2 separate regions of the Mus musculus genome follow, and region 1 is linked to region 2. A link is a contact called in public HiCAR-type data. All regions are on one chromosome and are shown on one strand. Each heading gives the region's core, a stretch centred on a gene start, on an enhancer-like site or on the middle of the called end of the contact. The rest is flanking DNA. Distances are from core to core; before and after follow the strand shown.

Region 1 (5,025 bases), core at 2,117-4,616, 140 kb after region 2:
ATTATTGGATATTTTCTTTATTTACATTTCAAATGCTATCCTGAAAGTTCCCTATACCCTCCCCCCACCCTGCTCCCCTACCCACCCACTTTCACTTCTTGGCCCTGGCATTCCCCTGTATTGGGGCATACAAAGTTTGCAAGACCTAGGGGCCTCTCTTCCCAATGATGGCCAACTAGGCCATCTTCTGCTACATATGCAGCTAGAGACATGAGCTCTGGGGGTACTGGTTAGTTTATTCTTAACTGACCCTCTGTTTCTAGTTCCTCCTTTCAAAAATCTATATTATCAAAGTGGTATTCAGTAATCTTAAATAAACTCACAAAGAAATTTGAAATCATCTGCCTCAAGATCACACTCCTGTTCCCAGTGTTTGCCTAGTGAGATAGACAGACCCTTCCTGTTCCTTCCGCTGCCAGCTCCCATGCGCTCTTGCTTTGATACTTTCTCAAGTCCCCTCTAAAAGAAATGAGCTCCTTGTATCCATGCTTATCAACGTTTAACCCATTCTATTAAGCTTTCTCTGTTGACAGATGTCAACTATCCGTGCCTTCAATTCTTTTAGTACTGTTTCTATCTATATGCCTACCCATGAACTTCTGGGCCTAGTCAACTACATTCTCAGAATATACCTTTTATTCCTTCTTTCTCCCTAACAAATATTTAAGGAACAGGACTTAAATTTCTCATCTTTATATCTATATAGCTAGCACACTTAAGGGCTACTCTAAAGGTACTAGGACTTCACTTATTCTCTCATTAATAAACATTTCCTGAGTACCTACTCTATGACAGACACAGAGGCTAGGAATTCACAAAGGGGATTCAATTTAAAAACTGAAAAATGATTCAATATGATGGAAAAATATATATTACAAAACAATGGTTTCTCTGGGGTCAGGTTTTCATAGTATGGCTTGTCACTTTTTGTACGTTCCCTAGGCAAATATGATCAATTTAGACTTGAGTACAAAAATCATTCTCAGCTCAAACATAATTGATTTTACAAATTCAGTACAGCTAGATTATCTTGTTTCAGTTCTTTTTCCTTTTGATGCAAAAACACAAGATCTCACTGCTTAGTCTAAAACTCAGAATTATACAGGTCAGCTTTAATACCTGTAGCAAACGGGCTGTCAACATCATGTGTTAAAGGGAAGAGTACCTGAGGATTAATTCTGCTTTCTCCCTCTGCATAAGAAAGTGTTCTTGCTGAGGCTGAGTTTGGTTCAAGAACTAAGAAAGCCTGACAATTATAAACATTCCCTTAAAAGGATATCCACAGATTGTTAGTTCAAGTTCTTCTGGAATTGTGATGAAAGGGAAGAGCCTACAAACCGTTAACTCTTTTGGAACAGTGAATATAAAAGTCAGTGATAGAGGAAATGAACTTTCCTGACTCAGTAGCCTTGTTTTACTTATATATATTTATTAGCCACTGTATAGTAAGTGTATGTATTAAGTTCACTGAAGCTGAAAGAAACTATGCTGAGATAGACTTCATCTCTTTCTCCCTGATGTTAGTAATGAGAACACACTGGGTCTTGATTAATTGGAAAATAAATCTAAAGGCGTACAAAATGTGTATTCTCATATTTATACATAACCTACCCAAAACCCTATACAATGTTAGAAAAAGATGATAAAACCAATCTGATCACTTTTATTGAATAAGCTTGCTAGCCATGAGTAATGGGTCAAACACATAACAATACTAATTGCCCAGACACTCTTGCTTAGCTACATGAATGTATCCAGAAACCTCTAAGGAGACTGTTATATCAGTAATTTTGTTGTTGTTGCTATTACTTTATTTTATTTTTAAAGGATTGCTCATTTTTTTAAAGAAATGATACCCCAAACATTAAAAAAAAAATTGCCTCCTCAGCTAAATAGTATTAAAATTTCAACCTTAAAAAAATTCTAAAGGAAAATAGTTTGTAAGCTAATGAGTACCCCAGCTATCATATGTTGGAAGAAGTTTAGCACAATTCCACATTACAGTAAGTGATAAAACTGTATATAAGAAAGACTGCTATCAGGCGAGGTTTCTGTTCTCTTTTTTAAATGGAAACTACAACAGCAAAGTATATTTTTTTAGCCTGAAATACTTGGCTACAAAGACAAACCATTCTGCTATTAATAGCAGTATGTGTTGTGTGCATGTATATGTATGTGGGTGTGGAGATTGGAGGTTGACATCTACAGTCTTCCTTGAGTGTTCTCCAATTTATATATTGAGGCAGGGCTCTTGAATTAACCCAGAGCTCATTCAATATCTCACTAGCCAACTTCTGGGGATCCGAGTTTTGAGATTCCCAAGTACTGGGATTGCAGGAGAGTCATTACACCCATCACATACTTTCATGGGTGCTGACTACCCAAGTTCTGAGATTCACATGTATTTGCCAAGGGCTTTTTACTCATTGAGCCTTCTCTTTTGCCCCAATACAAATTATTAAGTATGGTAAATTCATTAATAATTTTTCTGTGTTATCCATTAAAAGGAATTTAAATCTTAATTAGTTTGAAGATCAAATTTGACACTTTGGTAGCCAAAGTAAGCAGTGAGGTCACGTTGTAAACATTTCACTGGACACATGGTTCTATTAAAAAGGCTGGAGAGACGGCTCAGCAGGTAAAAGGCACTCACCGCCAAGCCAGCCAACCTGAGCTCAGTCCCCAGGAGCCACATAGTGCAAGGAGACCTGAGTCTGGCCTCTGTGTGTGTGTGTGTGTATGTGTGTGTGCATGTGTGTTTACACCTGCACACGTGAAACCAGGGTAATTAAGTAGGCTATTCAAGAATGTATCATTTCTAAATCCTAATCTCAAGAAACAAAACTACAATTAAATTTGATAGTGGTCACAGTATTGTCATTTTATACGAAGTGCCCACCCTCTGCTATATTTACTATTATTAAAAAATACATTCATAAGCCTTAAAAGCTGAACTTGCTAAATGACAATGGAGTGAGCACTCATTTTTGAACCATCCTCATTGGGACTGGAAAAGGCCTGAGATTGAATGTCTTGAAGCACAGTTACACACACCCACAAATGGCCTACTGCAGACATGAATGTTTGTTTGTAACACTGGGTGGGGATGAAGTGGCAAGCATAAAGGGCACCCTTTCAAAAGCTCTCCCAGTATATGGAAACTCTTACTTTCTCGTTTATATAAACGGTCCTGTAACTCAGATAAATACAAGTCTTCTGAAATAGAAACATCACAGAAGCCTTACTAAACTTAGCGTTGTTCTCCATGATGGGCTCCACCTTCAGCAAACAAATCTAAAGGTACTGAAAAGGAAGCGGTCTTTATATCACCAGATTCAGGAATGACGACTCAAGAGCTGTTACTGACAATACTGTTCCTCTGTTGGGTGACTTACACAATATGATGTATTGTCTCCCTCCAGACAGAGCTGTGAACCACAAACTTTTGTCAAAGGTTGTACTAACTCACATCAAATTAGGCTTGATGTGAATGGGCCAACTTCCTCTAACCACACACTAACTTAGGAACATGATTTGCTTCTTTTCTCTTTTTTAAAGGTCATATGCCTGGGACCTCTACAAACAGTACTATTATTAAAGGGAAAATTCTACTTGGTTCCAAGAATGGCAAAAACATCTTCACAGAGGAAACTGTTGATTAGCAATTGAATGAAAGTAAAAACATAACTGTAAAGTAGGGCCTAAAAATAGGATACAGAGCTCACAGAACTACAGGCAGGCAGTGCTGTTTGTACCGAATGCCTTGAGACTCACCTCTCCCTTTTCCCTTCCATTGTCTCCTAGAGCCACTAAAGAGCATCAGGTTACATCAAGAAGCTTGAGAAGAAAGCCTCCGTAGAATAAACTTACCTGTAAGCTATTAGCAGAAGTTCACTAAGTGATACAACGCCTGTTCTTTAATGAATGTTGTAAGGAAAATACAGTGCAGTCTCGTGGCTTTAATGAACTATCTGCTTATTTGAATACAAAATTCACATATTTGTAGAACTGGGTGTGTCGTATAACTTATATGGTAGCTTGTAGCTTCTTCAGATTTTTACTTAGCCGAGCATTGTGGCTTATTCCTCTAATACCAGAATGTTAGCGACTCAGGCAGAAGTAATGCCAAGAGCAAAAGGCCAGCCTGGGCTACGACACAGGAAGAGCTATCAAGTGAGGGCTTTCCTTAAAATGCCATTCCACCCACCTCTGAATATCTTTCCTGTACTATGTGAGATGTCTATTTTATCACCAAAATTAGCCAAATAAGCTTTAAATCTCATTTGGTTTTTATTATCCACATATCAGAAGTGTCAAGAAACAAGTTCAAAAAACACATGAGCACAAAAACAGCATAAATAGTACCATAAAATCTTTATCTTTTTTCTTTATTCAAGAATAAAATAGGGGCTAGAGGGATGGCTCAGTGTTTAAGAGCCCTGTACTATTATTGTGATTTTGCCGGGGGTGAGAGTCAAATTCTCATCACCCAGATCACACACTTTACAGCCTCTTATAACTCTTGCTCTAGAGGATATGAAGCCTCTGACCTCCACAGGCACCCAACCAAAGATACAAACACTTAAAAAAAAAGAAAAAGAGGAGGAGGAGGAGAAGGATGGGGAGGAAGAGGAGGAGGAGGAGAAGGATGGGGAGGAAGAGGAGGAGAGAAGAAGGAGGTGGAGGAGGAGGGGGTTCATAAAAATCAGAAAAATGGCTTATAAAATAAAGCCATAGAAGTTGATCAATTTATAACCCTAAAGAAGTTTACAGAAAAAAAAAAAAAACTACTGAAAGATATGGGATATTCCAATGATGAATAATTTGTTATAACAAATATCTAACCATTAGTTGTGGCAAACTATTTCCTTTCACAGAAATGAATGCACATTATCTATATTTAGTAAGATAACATCATAGAGCAATATAGCTATTTCCACTGCTAATTTACATAATGAAAAGTAAAAACCTTTGCTGTTTCCACACCCTGAGCCAAGGTATATAATTATCTTTGCCAAATGTTCA
Region 2 (4,806 bases), core at 695-3,194:
GTGTATGGGATGTCTGGTGTATTTAAAGAGCAGCAAAGTGAGTCAAATGTACATTTGACTTTCCACTATGCCACACTACTGGCTTTTAAATAAAATTCTCCCGGTGTCTACTTCTATATCCTTGGGGAAAAGAAGTCCAGGAAAATAAGTTGATCCCAGGGCAAATAAAACCATATTGTCAAGGAAAAAACAAAACAAAACAAAACAAAAAACAACCCAGAATGTCTTCTTGTGGGTATAGCTTGTTCTGCCAAGAGAAGGGTATCTAAGAGAACAAACACTCTAATCTTGGTGTTGATTAGCTTTTTGAAAAAGTAACTTGCTATCTGCTAAATCTCCTTTCTATAAGAGAAGGGCCACAGGAAGCAGATATGAAACACCTGAATCACACTCATTGTTTTAGAGAAACCAACTGGTGTTCTACTTGACAAATAAGTGACTTGTTCAGCCTTGGAGTACTGGGCGAGACTTATCAAGATCATTAATTACATTTCCTGTCTTGCATTAGCAGTGTTTGGGGGTGGGGTGTATAGTAGTCCTGGGAACATAGACCAGACAAAGGTCCTACTATCATCTTAGGTTCTCAGGCTGATTGAATCAGACTTCGTGCAGCTTCTGTGAAAAATTTTACCATCAAAGGATAGACTGAGTTTGCCTAGGAACTCATTTCATAAAGGAGTCTTTAGGGCGATGTGACTCCTAGGAGAGCAAAGACATTAAATCAATGTTTACAGTTTGAGAGTCTCAGATCTGATAGGTGTTTCTCATTCTTTAGTTTCTGCCTTTGGACAGCAGCACCTGTCCAGGGCTGATCTTCAGGGAAGTGAAAAACAAAACCAAAGCATCACAATTAGTTGGGGGAGCTTAATAAGCAACAACAGCAACAACAAAATCAACAACAACACAACGACAGGCCCTGGACCCCTACCCAAACTTGTCCCGAGTGTGGGAAATTAATGACAATAGGATCCCTGACCCCTTCATCTCCCCAGGGTGACTGCAATACACGAACACATTTCTACTCTTACATTCTGTGTTCTTCTAGGGTGTTTGTAGGGGCTGGTATAACTTTAATTTTTTTCAAATCCTATTTTTAATGATGGTTCTTAATCAATTTAACCTCCCCTGTAGCCCACCACCCACCAGAGGTAGTATGAAAGAAAGGACAAGGGATGGGGGTAGGGCTGAGTGGATCTGTTTGGAAAGGTTCTTTGGAGCAACTCCCATCTGAGTTGTCTGAAAATTGGCAGTTCAATTCACAGGTTGGTAGCGGCAGCTTGATCCACTTGCAAACATCTCATGGATACACCAGCAATCCAGTTCAGTAGAGTCAGGTTAGCAACAGCAGTAACATGACCTAGCAGACAGCCAGGCCGAGGGACCAACAGGAACACCAGGAGACGTTCTCAGGTGTGCCTCTCCCAGGGAAGTGAAGATCAGTGAAGACTCGGGACCCACGAGCATTGCTCAGCTAGCTGTACCAGCAAGCCACGCTCTGTCTCCATCACTCCGTCCAATCCTATTTATGCCCTCCAAACATCATGTGTCCTCTGTGTGTCGTGCCTCAGCACATGCATCCAATCAGCCCAAGTCCTTGGAGTCCCGACAAGGAGAGCTCAACTATGCAATATAAGGTGGACCAATCAATACATGCAAGCCGTTAGCAAAGAATCCTTCATCACGAGTCTCTTCATGTGTTTGTTTTAGCAGAACATTCTCTTGATGTCTGCTTCAGTGAAACGTTCCTTCATGAGTCTACCTTAGTCTTTGATCTGTGTCCACTTTAGGAAAACCCTCCTTCACCTGTTTGCCCCAGCAAAACACCATCTAACACAACAGACTCTCCCAAAAACCCTTAAGTTTCCACTTCAGGGTTGGGTGGTGTGGGGGTGTGGAGAGAGAGTACAAAAATTTTGAACAGAGCTTAGTCTCTCTGAAAGGCTTTTCCTTTCACTATTTTTTGTTGTTTTGGGTTTTTTTTTGGTTCTGGGGCTTGAACCTGGGCCATTGCACACGGGAGGCAACTCTCTAGCATCGAGTGGTATTTCAAACTATGAAAAAAATTGTTTTGCTTTTCTTTTTTTTTTTTTTTTCCCTTCATTTAACAAGCAGCACGTGTTGGGAGAAAACTCTCAGTGTGTGTCTAAAGGGCACCCAACTGGTTGTGTGGGCTGATAGGCTTGGAGCTGAAAATGCTGGAGATGGCACATATGCAAAACCACAAATTCCATAAATACTCAGGATGCTCTTTAGTAAGCCAGGGCACCCATCCTGTGTGTTAGTTTTCCCGCACTATGACAAATACCTGAGGTGAATCAATTGGAGAGAGGGAAGGTTTATTTTGGCACAGGATTTCAGAAGTGTTGGTTCATGGTTACTTGGTTACACTGTTGTGGAACATGGTAGCAAGTCAGGCCATTGTGGGAGCACGGAGGCTGCTAACCTCAAAGACTGTGGAAAGGAAAAAGGAGATAATATCTCCTTCAAGAGCATACTTTCCATGACATTACTTCCTTCCACAAGGCTGATGCCCTAACCATCTACCACCTTCCTTTAGTGCTGTAGGCTAGGAACCCAGCTATGAAGAGACGGGCCTTTGGGGGACATTTAAGATCTCAACTGTGGCACCATCATGGTGCTAACTCTAATAAACTGAAATCCTTGTTTGTGTCTAAAGGTAAGCCTGATTCTTATCAAATAAGAACATTTAAAAAAATTCTGTAAATAAGTATCTAAGTCAAGGCCTGTGATCTTCAAACTTTTAGAAATCAGACCTTTAAATCACACAAGTAAACGCTTGTCCTCACTCAGCCTTTAAGGTCTGCCTATAAACAGGCTTTTCAAATTCTAATTTGTTAAGCCAAATAGGCACTGTGCAGTTTCTCATAATCTTACTGCATCTAATTATGCTTTATATTTCTTAGCTCGCACTGCATACTACATGAAAGCAGATGCCATTATAATTTACCCTTTTCACCGGCTATTCCTCCCCGATAGTGTGAATCTAGTACCGAATTGCTCTGGGAGCCAGAGCTCATGGATTTGCTTTCTCTGTACCTGCTAACTGTAGGTCTGGCAGCAGGCTCGGAATGGAGGCTTTGGGGGATCCCTCTTGGTTTCCTCCTGTGGTGGGACTGCCAGCAGCTGCTTTCCCAGGCCTTGCTGTCTGTCTCCAGCCTTGGGGTGATATGCATCTGACTCCCCTGTCTAGCCCATCACGACTTCCTGTTCTTGTTCTGTAATGTTTTTCAGATCCGCTTCTTCCTGTTGCCTTCCCAGCCTTCTGTTTCAGGCTTTAATTACCTCACATGCACCTGCACTCTCCTAAGATCAAGATCCTCTTTCCTGTCTGCAGCTTTTCCTCTCACTGTTACTCTTCCTTCTCTTCACACAGCATCTCTTCCCGAAGCATCGTCGTTTCCATCCCACACCTCGTGCAGCAGCTCCCAGTTGCATCCAGTCCAGGTCCAGGTCTTCTGCTCCAAAGCTCCCGCACTGCCCAGACCATCCATCTCCTTTTACAGCTGGACCCCACTCCAGCCAAGTAAACGTCCTGACAGTGTCTATACAATGCTGCAACATCTGGCTAATCCAGTCAACTCTGTCAAATCTTCAGTTAATCATCTGGATGTTTTGTCTACAAGCCGCCAAACATCTGGATTGACTGAAGAAAGTCACTACATTGATGGAGGTTGGCTTTTAAAAAAAAAATGGAATTGACCAGATGTTTTGGCATTACATAGACACACCATTGTCTCTAACATTTTTCTTAATAGTCTGTCTGCACAACTTTCTTCCCACCTGGAACATGACCTGTCTCCTTGATGGCATGTTTTCTTTTCCTTTCAAATTATGGTCAAAACCTCCCCCTGTCATGAGGTGGTTCTAGGTTGTTCTGACTAAGCCCATCGAGTGGTCCTTCCGGCATTTATTTCATTTTTTACATATATAATTATTTTCAACTGAAGTCTGTGTTTCTTACTGGATCATAAACTCTCTAAGTCAGTAGACTGTCTACCAGAAAGGCACCTTGGTTCCTGAAGTGAGTCTCAGTAAACTGGTGATCAGGGGCAGAAGCTCTGGGCTCAGTCTGATATTCTAGCTTCTCTGTTTACTGTGTGACACTGGAAAGTCACTTTACTTCACTAAGGCCCAAATCTTTTGGAAAGTAGAGTAAGGCTAGATGGGAATGCATCACAAGGTTGCTTATCAGAATCAAATGATTGAACGCAGTGCTTAGAAGAGGGCCAGGTAGAAGTGGGCATCCCCGAAGCATTTCGCGTTACAGTTCTTCATGTGTGAAAGCGGTTTTCCAGACTGTCTTTTCCTAGGCTGTGGCAGGGCCTTGGTGGGAGGATTAGATGGATTTGGTTGTTTCTGTCTGGGAGAAGGGATCTGGTATCTAGAGATTATCCAGTGTCGGAGTTGGGTTTTTTTTTTTTTTTTTTTAATGGTTTTAGAATTTTATTTTAGAAAGGCAGGGAGAGAGACGGTGGAGAGTGAGACCGGCCATGGCCAAGAGGAGAGAAGGGGGAAAGAAAAAGAGAGAGAAAGGCTGGAGAGTAAGAGAGGGAGAGAGAGAGAGAGAGAGAGGAGAGAGAGGAGAGTAGGGGGAATAAGAGCAAGAGGAGTGAGAGGTCGGAGCTGTTCTTGAGCTGAGATTGTAACCTTCTGCATGTTTATCATAAACACAACCCACCCCTTTTTTTTCCCATGAAGATACTAAGCTTTGAGCATGTAATAAACTCATATTGGCCTTTGAAAGTTCTTTCTGGGAAGTAGTGGTTTATCTGTCAATTTAGCAAA

The links. HiCAR-type assays count read pairs that join an accessible place to other places.
Region 1: a contact with region 2 is called in a HiCAR-type map of Th17 cells, with 3 times the contacts expected there. The contact joins two enhancer-like sites. A contact is called at or near these places in 2 of 484 Hi-C or Micro-C datasets (B cells and CD8 T cells) and 6 of 115 datasets of contacts at active chromatin or transcription factors (CD8 T cells, DN3 thymocytes, T-cell acute lymphoblastic leukemia and 3 more).

What each region holds. Positions count from the first base shown.
Region 1 is chr13:104,759,940-104,764,964 of GRCm38.p6, forward strand. All of the region lies in intron 10 of Cwc27 (CWC27 spliceosome-associated protein), which reads right to left. Among named protein-coding and RNA genes, the nearest start is that of Cwc27, 55 kb to the right of the region's middle. Within about 2 kb of position 3,367, at least 15 of the 459 cell types and tissues checked have an H3K27ac peak or open chromatin away from gene starts, as enhancers often do. A contact at or near this core is called in Th17 cells, where this site is marked.
Region 2 is chr13:104,620,152-104,624,957 of GRCm38.p6, forward strand. No RefSeq gene overlaps it. Among named protein-coding and RNA genes, the nearest start is that of Cwc27, 190 kb to the right of the region's middle. Within about 2 kb of position 1,945, at least 59 of the 459 cell types and tissues checked have an H3K27ac peak or open chromatin away from gene starts, as enhancers often do. A contact at or near this core is called in Th17 cells, where this site is marked.